2 separate regions of the Rattus norvegicus genome follow, and region 2 is linked to region 1. Evidence: chromatin contacts called from public HiChIP or PLAC-seq data. All regions are on one chromosome and are shown on one strand. Each heading gives the region's core, a stretch centred on a gene start, on an enhancer-like site or on the middle of the called end of the contact. The rest is flanking DNA. Distances are from core to core; before and after follow the strand shown.

Region 1 (6,537 bases), core at 1,803-4,302:
CAGGATCACTGTGGTAGGTTGGCTCCCAGCTTCAGGGGGAACAGGCAGAGTGGCTGAGGAGGTGACCAAAGCTGGCATCTGGTCTCTCAAGCCATGGACATGTGCATACACTCACACAGACACACAACTAAATAAATCAATCTGAAAAACGTCCCTTAACAATGTCAGCCTGAGGCTCTTTAAACTCTGTGCTGGTTAATTTTTTGTTTGGTTAGTTGTTCTTGTTTTTTTTGTTGTTGTTGTATTTTGCCACTTGGGGAAGCTGGAGTCATCTAGGATGAGGGGCCGTCAATGGAGGAAATGCCTCCCTCTGATTGGCTTGTAGGTAAGTAAGTCTGTGGGTCATTTACTGATTAATGATAGTTGTGGGCTATACCACCCCTGGGCAGGCGGTCTGTATAGTGTAAAGGAAAGCAGGCTGAGGAAGCCATGGAAAGCAAACCAGTAAGCATAATCGGCCCTCCGTGGACAGCTTCCCTCCGTGGACAGCTTCAGTACCTGCTCTGACTTCCCCCGGTGCTGATCCGTAATTGGGATATAGGATGTGATAACCCTTCCCTCCCCGGGCTGCCTTGTCTTTATCACAGGTCCTTTAATAAGGGACATTTCTAGAAATGTAGTTAAGAAATGACAAGTAGCTCAATGTGAGCAGAGTCCTGGGGACATATGAAACCTAAAGGGGGGGGGGGGCAGGAGTTCTTAACAGGCTAAGAGTGTAGAACTCTGAAAAAATGAAGACAGTATCTATGGATCAGAAAGATCACTGCCAGGTAGTCCAGGGCAGCAGCTATTTCTGGAAAGGAAGGAAATGATAGGAAGACAGACAGAGATCATTACTGCAGGTCAGGTGACAGTGAAGGTTTGAACCCAGGCACGCAGTGGAGACCGTGTGTGTAATGCGACCATTTGGGAGACGGGGATGGAAGGCGGAATAGAGAATGGTGAGGAATCCTAGGTGCCCAGGTTGATGTAAACACTGCCAGAGCTGGGGAGAGGACGGCATGCCAGTTTTAGGTGTGTTTGTACTAACAACCTAACCAAAATCCCTGATTCCTGGTTCTATTTCCTGAATATAACTCTTAAACCAAACACCAGTAAAGTTCATTTTTCTAAGTAGGACTATAGGCACAAATGCTTTTCTTAGAATAACACCCTCCTTGGCTTCCAAGGTCCTCCAAAGTCGATTCACTCTGGTTCTTTCTGACCAAGTACAATATTCCCAAATATTGTACCTTCCTCTTGTGCCTTCCTTCCACTCCAATTATTCTGGCTTCTCTGGTCACCAGAAATGACTTTCTTCTACCCTTGTCTGTCTAGTGCTCAAGAAAGAAGCTACTTCAATCACTACTCCTACTGCCAAACCCACGTTTATGGTCTACATCACACAGTTATTATAGTGTAGCCTAACATATAGTGTCTTACACCATAATTTGTTTATCCCAAGTAAACAGACCCCAGTATCTAGGAAGGCAGGAAATCACATTTTTTTCCATAGAGAAGGGCCCAGTTCTAAATTTAACAGCCTCTATCAACCAATTAGAAGATTATTTGAGTCTTGTGGGGTTTGGTTTATTTGGGAGTTTTTTTATTTGTTTGTTCAGTGGGGTGCAGCAAATCATTAGTAGACCAGGTTGGCCTTGACCTCACAGGGATTAGCCTTCTCTCAGCCACTCAAGTGCTGGGATTAAAGGCCTGAGCTACCACTTCCTGCACAATCCTGTGTTTTTAAGCAATAAAGAAACAATTATTATTGTCCCTATTGTTTAATAGCCTCTGGTCAATTTCTTATTCCAAAACTCAGAAGCTATTTTTACACTGTATTTCTTTTTTCCCTTTTCTCAAACAGGATCAGACTTCTCCCAAGGGGAGAAGGGCTGAACCAACACCCGTGGTTTAAACTCTCATAACTGACAACCTGCTCTAGTTTACGAAACAACCTCACTTGGTCCCCACTCAGCTAACGACGATGAATCGAAGCAACATTTGCTGAATGAAGCTGAGAGCAAAGCATGTCTTTTTTCCCACATCTTCAGTGCTTTATGCGGCTCAACAGACCATCTGAAAAGCCTCTGTCATCTGACCCATTCCTAATTAGCTTCAAGATCCACATAACTGCCAACTCCTCAGGAAAGCATTCCCCAAAAAGGGTGGTCATCCCAGCATGACCCACTGCCCACTTTACTTACTCTCTAAGCTTCCAGACCTAGAGTCATCTGCATTGCCAGCACAGCACCTGACGTTCAGTAAGTCCCCGATAAACTCACTCAACAAACATGCAAGGATCATTTAACACCCCAACCACGGTAGTCCCCTAGGTAGGCCATCAAGACATGTGAAGGGAACAGTCTCGGCAATACATCTGAAATGGTACAAAGCCTGTATTAAAGTCAATGGCAAAGTTCTTACAAATGGTATTAGCGGGGACTGCTGAACAGAAGGTGCTTTGCAGGCACTTTTAGCTCATATATAAAAGCCATCGACAGGCTGCTTCTGATGGAAATCGTTTTTTCTACATTCTCTGGGGCTACGGCTAGTCACGCTAAATATCACTTATCCCTAATAGCACTCACGCTCCCCGGAGAGATGTTTAAATCAATTGCCTAACAGACCTCGCTCCATGCAACTGAACAAGTCTTCGGGGACCACAAAGGCAGAGATGACAGGGTTCGTAAGGTTAACAAAGCCTCGGTCACACATTACTCTGCTGAGGTTCGGGAAGCAGCAGTTGCAAAAAACCCGAGGCCGCTCACCTTCGAGGATGGATACGACGATGAGCAGCTGGTCGGACTTGGGGACCATGGTCGTGGCGGCGGGGTCTGCAGGAAAGAGGCCGAGTGAGGGGCGCAGGCCGGCCCCGCTCCCCAGGCCGCCGCCCAGGCCCTAACCCAGCCCCGACTCGATGAAGGCTGCTCCGCTGCCTGGCCCTGCTCCCCAACAAGCCCGCCGCCCCGGCACCTTTTGCCGCCTGCTAAGCCGCTATTCAAACGCCCGGGCAGCCGCAGCGGACGCCGCCGCGCCCCGCTTCCGCCTAGCAACCAGGCCCGCGGGCCGAGAGCCCGGGGGAGGTTGGAGGACAAAGGGCGATAGAGACCAGGGCGGTCGAGGATAGAACGCCCATCAGCCGGCTTCACCTCCCGCCCTTTGACGCTCTTTCCAAGAGCCCTGGGAAAACACGACAGCATTAGCCCGCAGCGCCGCCTGCTGGTCGCATGCGGAAAGGCAGGAGACTTGAACCATCACTATCCTCCCGCCCCCGTCTCAGGCTGCGCAAGCGCACCGTAGCTCTAAACGCTTCCCGGTTCTGTGTAGTTTTTCTCTTTAAATGAGTAGGAGGGCAGTGTGTTTTGAGGGTTTTGCTCGGCGGTAATCTGAGAAATAAAGCAATAGCGTTTTTAATGCTAGTTCTCAGGCATCTGAGACCGAACGTATTGTCACGAAAAAAAATAATGGCCTGAGTGTGAACCGCTCATGCTCATCACTTCAACTGTTGGTCCTATGAAAACAAGTAGCGTCAATGCGGTAGTTACTGTAACTGCTGGCGCTGACGTAATCTCTCCCAGATTAAGCAATACTTTAGAAACGTCTCTAAAAAGAGGGGGAGAGAGGAAAAACACATTGTCACGTGGGCGAGAATATTTAAAGGAGTAGGTTCTATGCAGACATAGTAAATTTGCAAATCAAGGCCAAAAGTTAACGAGGGGAAAGTGCCGTGAACCCACATTTCCCCTTCCGATTTCAAACTTTGGGGGACGGGGGAGATAACATGGATTTTGAAGATTATCTAACTAAAAAGCGAATCGGTTGGAGCCGTCGTGGACACTGTTAGCGTTAAAATTTGCAAGAATTCCGCCCGGAAAGTCAAAAGTAACAGATAATACGGCAAAAAATAAACTAGCTGAAGTGAGGTCTCAGGAGGTAGAGGACTAAGTGTGCTAACACCTGCTGCTTTCTTGCTCTGTAAACCTAGAAGATGTTTTGAGTGCAATAATAATTCGATCTCTGAGCCCTGCTGCTGTCTTCTACACTGTTCTTTCTCTTCTTTGTCTCCAAAAGAAAAGGATATGGAGACTGAGCTAGATTACCTGTAAAGCCCTTCAGGGATCCGGAGAGTTTTACCTGAAATGTGGTATTCATATAAAGCTAAAATGACGTTCAGTTTTGTGTGCGTTGTTGAGCGCTGTGCTCTTTTGTGGTGGATATCTAAAAGTAAGAAGAATCACAGCTGGCTTATGTGAAAAGCAGTTTTTTGTTTTTTGTTTTTTTTTTTTACCAAGGTGTTATATTAAATGCTAGTTACTTTTACATGAATACTTTTACATGATAATTCTTTTACATGAATAATCTCATGACTTAATCGCTATAAAAACTGACCTTCTATAATTTATAGTTTTTATTTAAAACATACACTTATTTTCCTTGAGGATTTCCATCAAGGCTGAAAACCCAGATTAGATTATCACTACATTCCAGAAAATAGTCACACCACTAAAAAAAAATCTGTAACATTAATCAAATGAAGTAAGATGAGGGGTGGGAGGACGTGGAGAGATAGTGTCAAAGTTAATAGTACTTGATGCTCTTCCACAGGGCTTGAGTTCAGTTCCTGACACCCAGGCAGGCAACTCCCAATTATCTGTAATTCCAGAGCCATGGAATTGCAACGACCTCTCTGACTTCCAAGAGCACACGAATACACACACACACACACACACACACACACACACACACACACACACACACAGTTTTTCTTGTAGTAAAATTTTTTGATATATCTCTCGTTTCCAAACTCTGTGTGTGTGTGTGTGTGTGTTTGTGTGTGTGTGTGTGTGTGTGTGTGTGTGGTGGGGCACACTTACAGGTCAGAGGACAACTTCTGGAAGTCAGTTCTCTCTTACTATGTGGGATCCTAGGGATCAGACTCAGGTCGCCAAGCGTGACCTGGCAGCAGGTGCCTTTACTTGCCCTGCCATTGCAGTAGCGTTTCAGCTCTCTGCATCAGGATCTCCTCTCTAAATGTCGTTGTTTGTAAAGTCCCCTCCCTGGAGCTGCCGAAAAGTTGCCAGCATCATTTGCGTGGTACCTTTATTTTCACAGACTGCACACAGTTAATGACATGGAAGTTGCCGTCTACAAATGGACCGTAATATTCCATCATCATCTAAGTCCGCAGTTCCGTAATCTAATTCCCTTCTTGGTGTCTAAACAACAAGAGGCTTTGGTTCTAGCATAAAGCATCACATATTAGGTTAAGTCCATGAGAGGAAATTTTATTACAGGCTTATGAAGTACCAATTACTGCATCCGAATACATAAAAAACTGTTTATAGCATATGTAAATTGTATCTGTTAAACAATGGAAGGTTCATCGCACTATGAGCATACAAAGCGTGCAAATTCAAACTGACAGTCACTGAATTCACTAACCTGCCGGCCTACTAGCTTTCTATTTCTATAAATTTCTGCAATCGAAAGGGCATCGGTTTATAGCAAGCTCCTTTTTTCTATATCTATTTCATATTCTGGATAAATCCTGATGTGTAGTATTTTTATGCTTTATTTTCAACAACTTCTAGGGAGAAGAAATTAGAAATTATATTAGTATTTCCTGTCTTCACACCATCTCCGTATATATAAACAGGCCCATATATATACTATATGTATATATGTATATATATGTTATATAATATATATAATATTAATAAAACTAAGCCAAGCTCCCTGGACTAATAAAATTAACACACTTATTGACTAGCTGTTGTTTGTAAAAATGTGATACCAAAAACTGACTTTTGAGAACTGCTTAGAAAATCAGCCTCCATTTGGAAGAAGGATTTGGAAGAGCTGGGTGTGGAGGGATAAACCCTTGTAATATCAGTACTCAAGAGGCTGAAGCAGGGGGATTCCTGTAAATTTTGGGCCAACCTGGGCTATCGAGGGAGACCCTGCCTCTAAATCAGAAAGACAACTGCTCTGAGGCTCAGGCCTACCACTGAAGAGAGGAGAGAAAGAGAGCGAGAGCTGAAGAGTAAAGCGTTGTGACAGGACATGACAGCTGGTGTGATGTGGCCATTGGACTTACTGCAGTTATAGTGACACGCACTGGACTTCCACCTGGTCAAGGCAAGATCAGCCAGCATTCCAGCAGGCAACACTAACTAGACTCAGTGGTTTACAGGAGAGAGACAGACAGACAGACAGACAGACAGACAAAAGAAAGGAGGGGACTGGAAGGTAGGGAGGCAGATGTGTTGGAGGGTGTTGGAGGCAGTGAGAAAGAGTTCGGAGTGAAAGCAAATACATCGTTTATATGTGTAAAATTGTCAAAAAATAACAGCATTCAAGAAAGAAAGAGGGAGAAAGGAGAGGAGAGGGAAAGTAGGGAGGGAAGGGAAGGGAGGAGAAAAAAAACACTTAATTTGTGGCAAGGTTCCTCTATAAATAAGTGTGACAATTAAATATGGTATCTTTAAATTCTTGAGAAAGGGCCACTAATACCCATTTGAGACTGTAGAGCTCTAAACTCAGAAAGTCAGGTGT
Region 2 (6,537 bases), core at 1,740-4,239, 190 kb after region 1:
TGCACATGCCGTTGCGGTTGGGTTAGCTGTGTGCTTGTGCTCCTCTGGGTGGTACTTTGTTAGGCTTGTTTCTTTCCCTAAAATGCTGCTATTAATACCCATCCCGTAGGGAAATGAGAAAAAGAGCGGCTGTGGAGAGGCTCAGAGTTTGTCTCTAATGTACCACACCTCTTTGTCCTTCATCACTGGCTACCTTTCGTGCTCTTCACAGAACAAGACTTCTTCCAGCACTGCTCCACGGGCATTGTTAAACCTGCCGTCTGTGTTCACATCCTTTTAGAGACTGACTTTATATGTTCATTCAGTAGTTAACACTGCTGAGGTTTTCGACATCTCTGATTCACAAACTAGCAGGAGAGACTGTAGTTGCATTAGTAGATCTTAGTATATACAAGGTAAAGCTTCCAGTCTGTAGAGAGTAATCAGAGAATGCTTTGTACATGCGGCTTTCAAGAATGACATGGTTCACTTAGTTATGAAGTCTTTGGGTGTGTGTGCAGATATTCTGGCTTTTCTCTAGAGCCTTGGAGAACAAGAATGAAGAACATAATGGGACTGCTGGAGGATTTTGTCACCTCCTTTTTTTTCCCAACCCCCATTTAAACCTGACACTGTATATTTTACTACAGTCTTGTTAATCTGCTTCTCAGCTTCCTGATACATCTCTCACATCATTGATGACTCTCTCGATGTATTGGAAACTAGGCCTTTAGATCCCAGTGATTAAAGTAGGAAACCACAGTAAATTATTACTAAATCATTCTCTAAAGCAATTTACCATAATGAAACAAATTCTATCATAAAAAGAGGTGACAGGAACAGAATAATGCCATCTATTACATAGCTCCACTTACATGAACTGTGAACAGGGTGGCAGGAAAGGACAGAAACTACAGTAGTTGTTGTCTGTGGCAGAAGAAAACGGGGGTACTGTTGAGAGACAGCAGGGCTCCTTTAAGGAATGAAGAGGCTCTGAAGTTAGGTTGTGGTGATGTTTATACAATTCTGTGAATACTCATCTCTGCTTTGTACACATCATGAGGACACATTTTATGACGTGTGAATTATAGCCAAATAAAGTAGTTGTTAAAAGATAGTGGGGGTTGGGGATTTAGCTTAGTGGTAGAGCGCTTGCCTAGGAAGCGCAAGGCCCTGGGTTTGGTCCCCAGCTCCGAAAAAAAGAACCAAAAAAAAAAAAAAAAAAAAAAAGATAGTGACCTATGAGTTCAGGAAAACTTTGTTCTAGTTGGTTGCAAGAACCCACTGAACTTCTTTTCATTAAAGCTCTCAGTTAGAACTCTCTTTATACATTTTTTTGCCTTTTAATCAGATTATTTTTAGCATTTCTATAACACATTGTTCATATCTTCTGAGACTAGGGAATATGAACAGAACTAATTTTGCTAGATTGTATTCTAATATTTACTGGAGAAAATATTGTATCTTTGATTGAAGATAATTTCAAAGCTTACATACACCATTAGATGATGTTTTGGGTCCTAGATATGTAAGGCTTTGTGTGTGCTTGTGCATGTACATGTGTGTTTGTGTAGGGGTGTTCAATCTAGAGCTTTGTACATGTAAAGCAGGTGCCTTATCACTGAGCTGTACCTCAGCCACCACAACCACTGTAGAAGAGAGCAAAGGGCTTATAAAGGGATAAAAGACTGTGGTATGCACACAGAGTGGAACATCAGTGCTTCCCCTCGGTCCCTGTTGCCTCCCTCTCCTGCTTTTCCCTGAGAGAGGGAGTAAGAGGATCATGGAAACAGCTTAGGGACTAAAGAGCTGTGTGGCCTCAGTAGGTAACCAGTGAAGAACCAGTGAGGAAGTTGATGAGCAAGAGGGCGTGGCTGTACTCACGACAGATTGTCAAGTAGAGACTCAGACTGTGAATTCAGGCTAGCTTGAGCTCTTTCCTCTTCTTGATGGGATTAGAGGTGTGATCAGCTTAAGAGGAAACTTTGGTGAAAAGCAGTGGTATAGGCAAGGTGAAAATTTTCTGAACTAAGCCAGCTTGAAAAGGTGAGAAGGTTGCATCTCTTTAGACAGATTAATTGCAAGTGGGTAGAGAGGAAGACGTAGGATTATAGGTAGCTACATGAAGGAGTTACATACATAGCTCTTGCCTAACTGAGAAATCCGAAGAAAAGGAATTTCACATAAAGTATTAATTTTAAGGTAAATACTTCTTAGTTGTCATAAAAGGCACTTTTCTACGTGCTCATTAAGCCAGGGCGGGAGAGCCGGCATCTGAAGTCCTCAGTGGGTGGCACAGACTGGATGCAGGCAGAGTCTTCAGCAAAGGCGATGCTGGAGAATCGTAGTAGAAGGGATAGGGAAGACCCTCAGATCCAGTCAGGAAACATGCTTCAGATGGACAGAGGAAAGTGTGCTGGAGAAGAGGAACTTCTCAGTGATGAGGGCAGAGAGTGAAGTGAATTGGAGGTGTGATGTGACTATCAAAGCCAAGACTCACTGATTAACATCTAAAGCGTGCGGTCCAGATCAGTTTTCTCCAGAAAGGCCTCATAGTGGAACTGAGATACTCATTCTCTCGGCCACGGTAGATTCGTGCCCCGTGGATAAGAACTCCAGCTTTAGAACAGACCTGTAGTTGTAAGTAGAGCCTACTGTGGGATTCAGTTGTGTGGATGAGGATATCCTTCAGTGTGTACTAAACAAGTAGCAACTTTCGCTCATTTGATGGGCTAGCTCTGTGTGAGCTATCGCATAGCTTCGTTAGTGTCGGGGAGACTACAGCAAACAACCATTGTAACATAGTAAGTGCACAGAAATGACAGGGTCGTGAGAGCAGCTCTGTTTCAGATTGAGTACTTAGACAAGATAATAAGATGACAATTTCTTAATCAGCAAGACTATGGATCAACTGGTTTTGAAGTGACTTTGATCTTTACAACTAGCAGGAGGTTAGCATTTCACTTTGCTCCTTTAATGCACTGCTTTGTGGGCAGATGCATTTATAGAACATGCATCAATGGTGCCCTCTGGTGGTAGTTGCTTTAACAGTATGTCATCCTATTTAGTGGGATTTATTCTAAAAGTTACATTGTTTTTGAACTGAAAGGACCTGTGCAGTTAGAATTCATTTTAAATCTGTATTTAGTTTCAAATAAATGCTTGGGCACCTTATTCAAGAAAGGTTATTTAACAAATGAAAAGAGCTTCGCTTTCATAACTAAAAGCAAAACCAAAGAAAGCGGTGTGAACACAGCAGCATAGACAAGCTGGCAGCCTGTTTATCAAGACCTGTGCTGACTGCATTTCCCTCCAGAAAGGCTGGTATAGTTTAAAGTGGCTCTTTAGAAAGGGTTTGAAGGAATGTACTATGGAGCTTAAAATGACATAATAATAGATAGGAATATTTAATACCATTAGCATGACCTTTATATTAAACAACGCTGAAGTTTCATTGAAATATCACTAGAGTCTTTAATATTGTAAATATTTGGTCTATTTCTTTTAAATAACATTTTTTTTTCATTTTAGCTTTTACCCTGTGGGTGTTGTCCAGATTTACTTGAATAATATTTTATCCCCCTCCAGTTGAAACAGGGTCTCACACAGTCCAGACTGAACCCGAACTCTTTTTGGAGGGTGCCCTTGAGCCGCCTCGTTCTTGTTTCTCCTTCCTGACCAGCTGAAGTGGCTCTGAGCATTGGCTCAGGGCTCTGCCCACCAAGCACATTCCTTTTACGTCTCTCCTTCTGATAGTTTATACATCTGAAACTTGAGAAAGTGTTAGTTCCGTGTAGTTGAAAGTAAATGTGGCTGTTTTTTAAACTCCTGAAACAATGCATTGTATTAGCCCTTGCTTGACGGCAGCGGCTCTGATTTAGGCCCCTAAGTATTTCGCCATTCACAGACATACACACTCTCACACTCATTGCTGTTTATTCCGGTTACCTCAGTAAGATAAAGTCATATCTAGATACATTTAACCTAGGAAAAAGGACAAGGATTAAATAGTGTTTGAGTTTGTTTTTTAAAAACTATGTATTTAAAATAAGTTTTCAATACATAGTTTTTGAATATTAACATGGACATGCCTTGGCTCTATGATTTTAAAGGTTAAGTATAAAATTAGTTTGATCAAAATTGAACAACTTATACTAGGCTTTGACTCTTAAAATGATTTTTTTAAAAAAGGCAAATGGCTCAAGAGTTCCTCGTCATCCTCAGCTACAGAGTGAGCTTGAGGCCAGTCCGCACCGTCTTAGAGTCTGTCCTAAAAACGGGCAGAGTAAGTTCTAGTCTTAGCTATACTTAGTCTGTTTCCTCTTTCTGCTTCATAAACATGGTAGGATATACTTGAACGATGTTGGTTTTTTGTTTTGTTTTAGAATCTAAACTGATTTGTACTAAAACAAAATCCCTAGTAATAAGGTCATTATTCTTCTGCAACAGTGGCTTTAGGAACCATAACTACTAGAGAGAAAGAAAGGGAGAAACTATACAGGTGAGCTCTATACAGGCAGGGCCCCCGAGACCCTTAGTTGTCCTGAGGGAAATGAGGCAGGTCAGTGGAGAGTCAGCACTTCAGTTCTTAGAGCAGAGTCTTTGGACTTACTGGCCCCGTTAGTGTTGCACAGAATGTCCTGCTGTCCGCAGAAGGCATGCTGGTAGGAATAGTCACAGGAACTGTCATGGGAACTGCCATGGTCACTAATACCCACGCTTCGCTGGTTGTTCACTGTCTCTCCTGCACGAGCCTGTTGCATTCTCTCACCTTCTCGAGTGCTGTGATAGTTCGACCTTGAGGAACTTTGGTGCGTTTGTAGTGACGGAATGTTTCCTTCATCTGCAGGTGCTGCTGCTTTTTCAAACGAAGGAAAAGGAAAACCATACAACGTCACAAGTGACTGGACACAGACAGAGCCTGGGGAGTTACTTACATGTTTATATGCTGTCTCGTGATTAAAATCATCTCTAGAGTGACCACATATATTTTCAAGGACTCACTCTTGAAACAAAAAAGTCATACTTTCATATTTCATTTTGTGGTTGTCTTATATTCATTCCCCCACCCCTAATTTAACTTTATGGAAGCTTTAAAATCTTGTCAGAACATGAGTGCTTTGCCCATCCTTGAATGGAATGGACCAATGAAGTGTATTGATGAACACAGTTCCATAGGAAAACAATACAGGTGTCCAAATGTCAATTAATTGTACCTAATTTGATTTCTTTATGTCTTCTATAAAAGCATAATCAAACAGGAATTTTCCTCCCACTGGATACTGAAGCAGAGAAAACAGTTGCCCAAATATTAAAAACAACTTTTTTGAACAGTTCCTGTTTTGTGACATCTGCATTGATTTCAGTATGACCGATGGTACTGTTATTCATGAATCATATTGGCCTTCTCTTTGTGAAATCATGGTACAGTCACTGCCCAGAGGTACTGAGGAAAAAGTACTATGGGATTGGCAAACTGTGGCGGTCAATAAGTCGGCAGTGTTGGAAATATGAGCTCGGCTTCTGTGGCGCCACTGTGTGAGGTGCAGCTGCAGACGAAGAAGCGCCAGGAGCATTTGCTTAATGTCACTCTGCTTCCAGATGATAATACATGATAGATGGCGAGAACTGAGTACTGGAGAAGTAATGTGTGTTAGAGTTTAAAAACACACTGAGGAAAGGATGACAATGTGAACTTCTTTTCAGTGTGTAAGGCTGGAGCCCCTTAAGAGCCTACTTACTGCTCATGGCCACATTTCTCTCAGAAGCAGAAACCCGAGGACGTGCCATACAGTGGTGGCTGCCTGTTATGTTGTTCTTCAATTAAAGAAAAGAATCATACTCCCAGCAATAAACACTGGGCCACTCTGCTGCCCTCTGTGCACACGAGTCTCTTGTATTCAGCTTGGCTAGGTCTCTGGAATTCCCTGTCTTGAGCACAATGTCCATGATTGGAGAATATTCTGGAGAGAGGGTGGGCAGGGTGCTTTGCCTCCATAGCTTTCACAGTGCCTGCATATGAACAGCGTAACAGTTCTGTTGTTAGCCAAGTCCATTCCACTTCGCAAGCCTGCTTTGTAAGGACGTAAGGACACAGGCATACTTCTTGTCTCATGCTGTCAGCCGGGTTGTCGGGAGCTACAGACTGGCTAGAAAGATGCTGTGACCATGTCACACACTCATCTTTACTTAGGAAGTTGTCGCTCCTGCCACGCTCTCTCCTCTGTCCTACTTGTGAGCCTTCAGGTGTGCTTATTTATTTTTTTGTTTGTCTCAAGGTAACATTTAAAATATGTATTAAAGGAAAGGAATCCACATTTTTTTACTTCATTATTGAATTTACAGGTATTTAATTGTATTTTGTAATTTATTTTTCTTATTAGCCAAAAGTTCAATGTGTTGCTTTGATAAATTGGGCACCCACATGAACACCCCAGATCAGGACGTTGTTCATCTTTCTTCTTGATTTCGAAGACCTACACTCAACTGAGAAAACCTTCGCTGTATAATCTGATCAACAGTTTCCATTCATTTGTACACTGTCATGATATCTGAACT

The links. HiChIP or PLAC-seq counts read pairs in DNA pulled down with a chosen protein or histone mark.
Region 2: an H3K27ac HiChIP or PLAC-seq map of oligodendrocytes shows a contact between it and region 1, with 6 times the contacts expected there. The contact joins the enhancer-like site here to the promoter of Cep120 in region 1. A contact is called at or near these places in 7 of 12 Hi-C or Micro-C datasets (Schwann cells, frontal cortex, kidney and 3 more) and 1 of 1 datasets of contacts at active chromatin or transcription factors (oligodendrocytes).

Annotation. Positions count from the first base shown.
Region 1 is chr18:49,385,191-49,391,727 of GRCr8, forward strand. Cep120 (centrosomal protein 120) reads right to left here and starts at 3,053. Exons shown (of 21, transcript NM_001191697.1): 1 at 2,956-3,053; 2 at 2,751-2,816. The coding sequence starts at 2,799. LOC134483022 (a long non-coding RNA gene) reads left to right here and starts at 967. Exons shown (of 2, transcript XR_010059821.1): 1 at 967-1,014; 2 at 1,847-2,000.
Region 2 is chr18:49,577,727-49,584,263 of GRCr8, forward strand. Csnk1g3 (casein kinase 1, gamma 3) reads left to right here. Exons shown (of 13, transcript NM_001393750.1): 13 at 4,829-6,537. The coding sequence ends at 4,883. Among named protein-coding and RNA genes, the nearest start is that of Csnk1g3, 83 kb to the left of the region's middle. Within about 2 kb of position 2,990, at least 2 of the 93 cell types and tissues checked have an H3K27ac peak or open chromatin away from gene starts, as enhancers often do.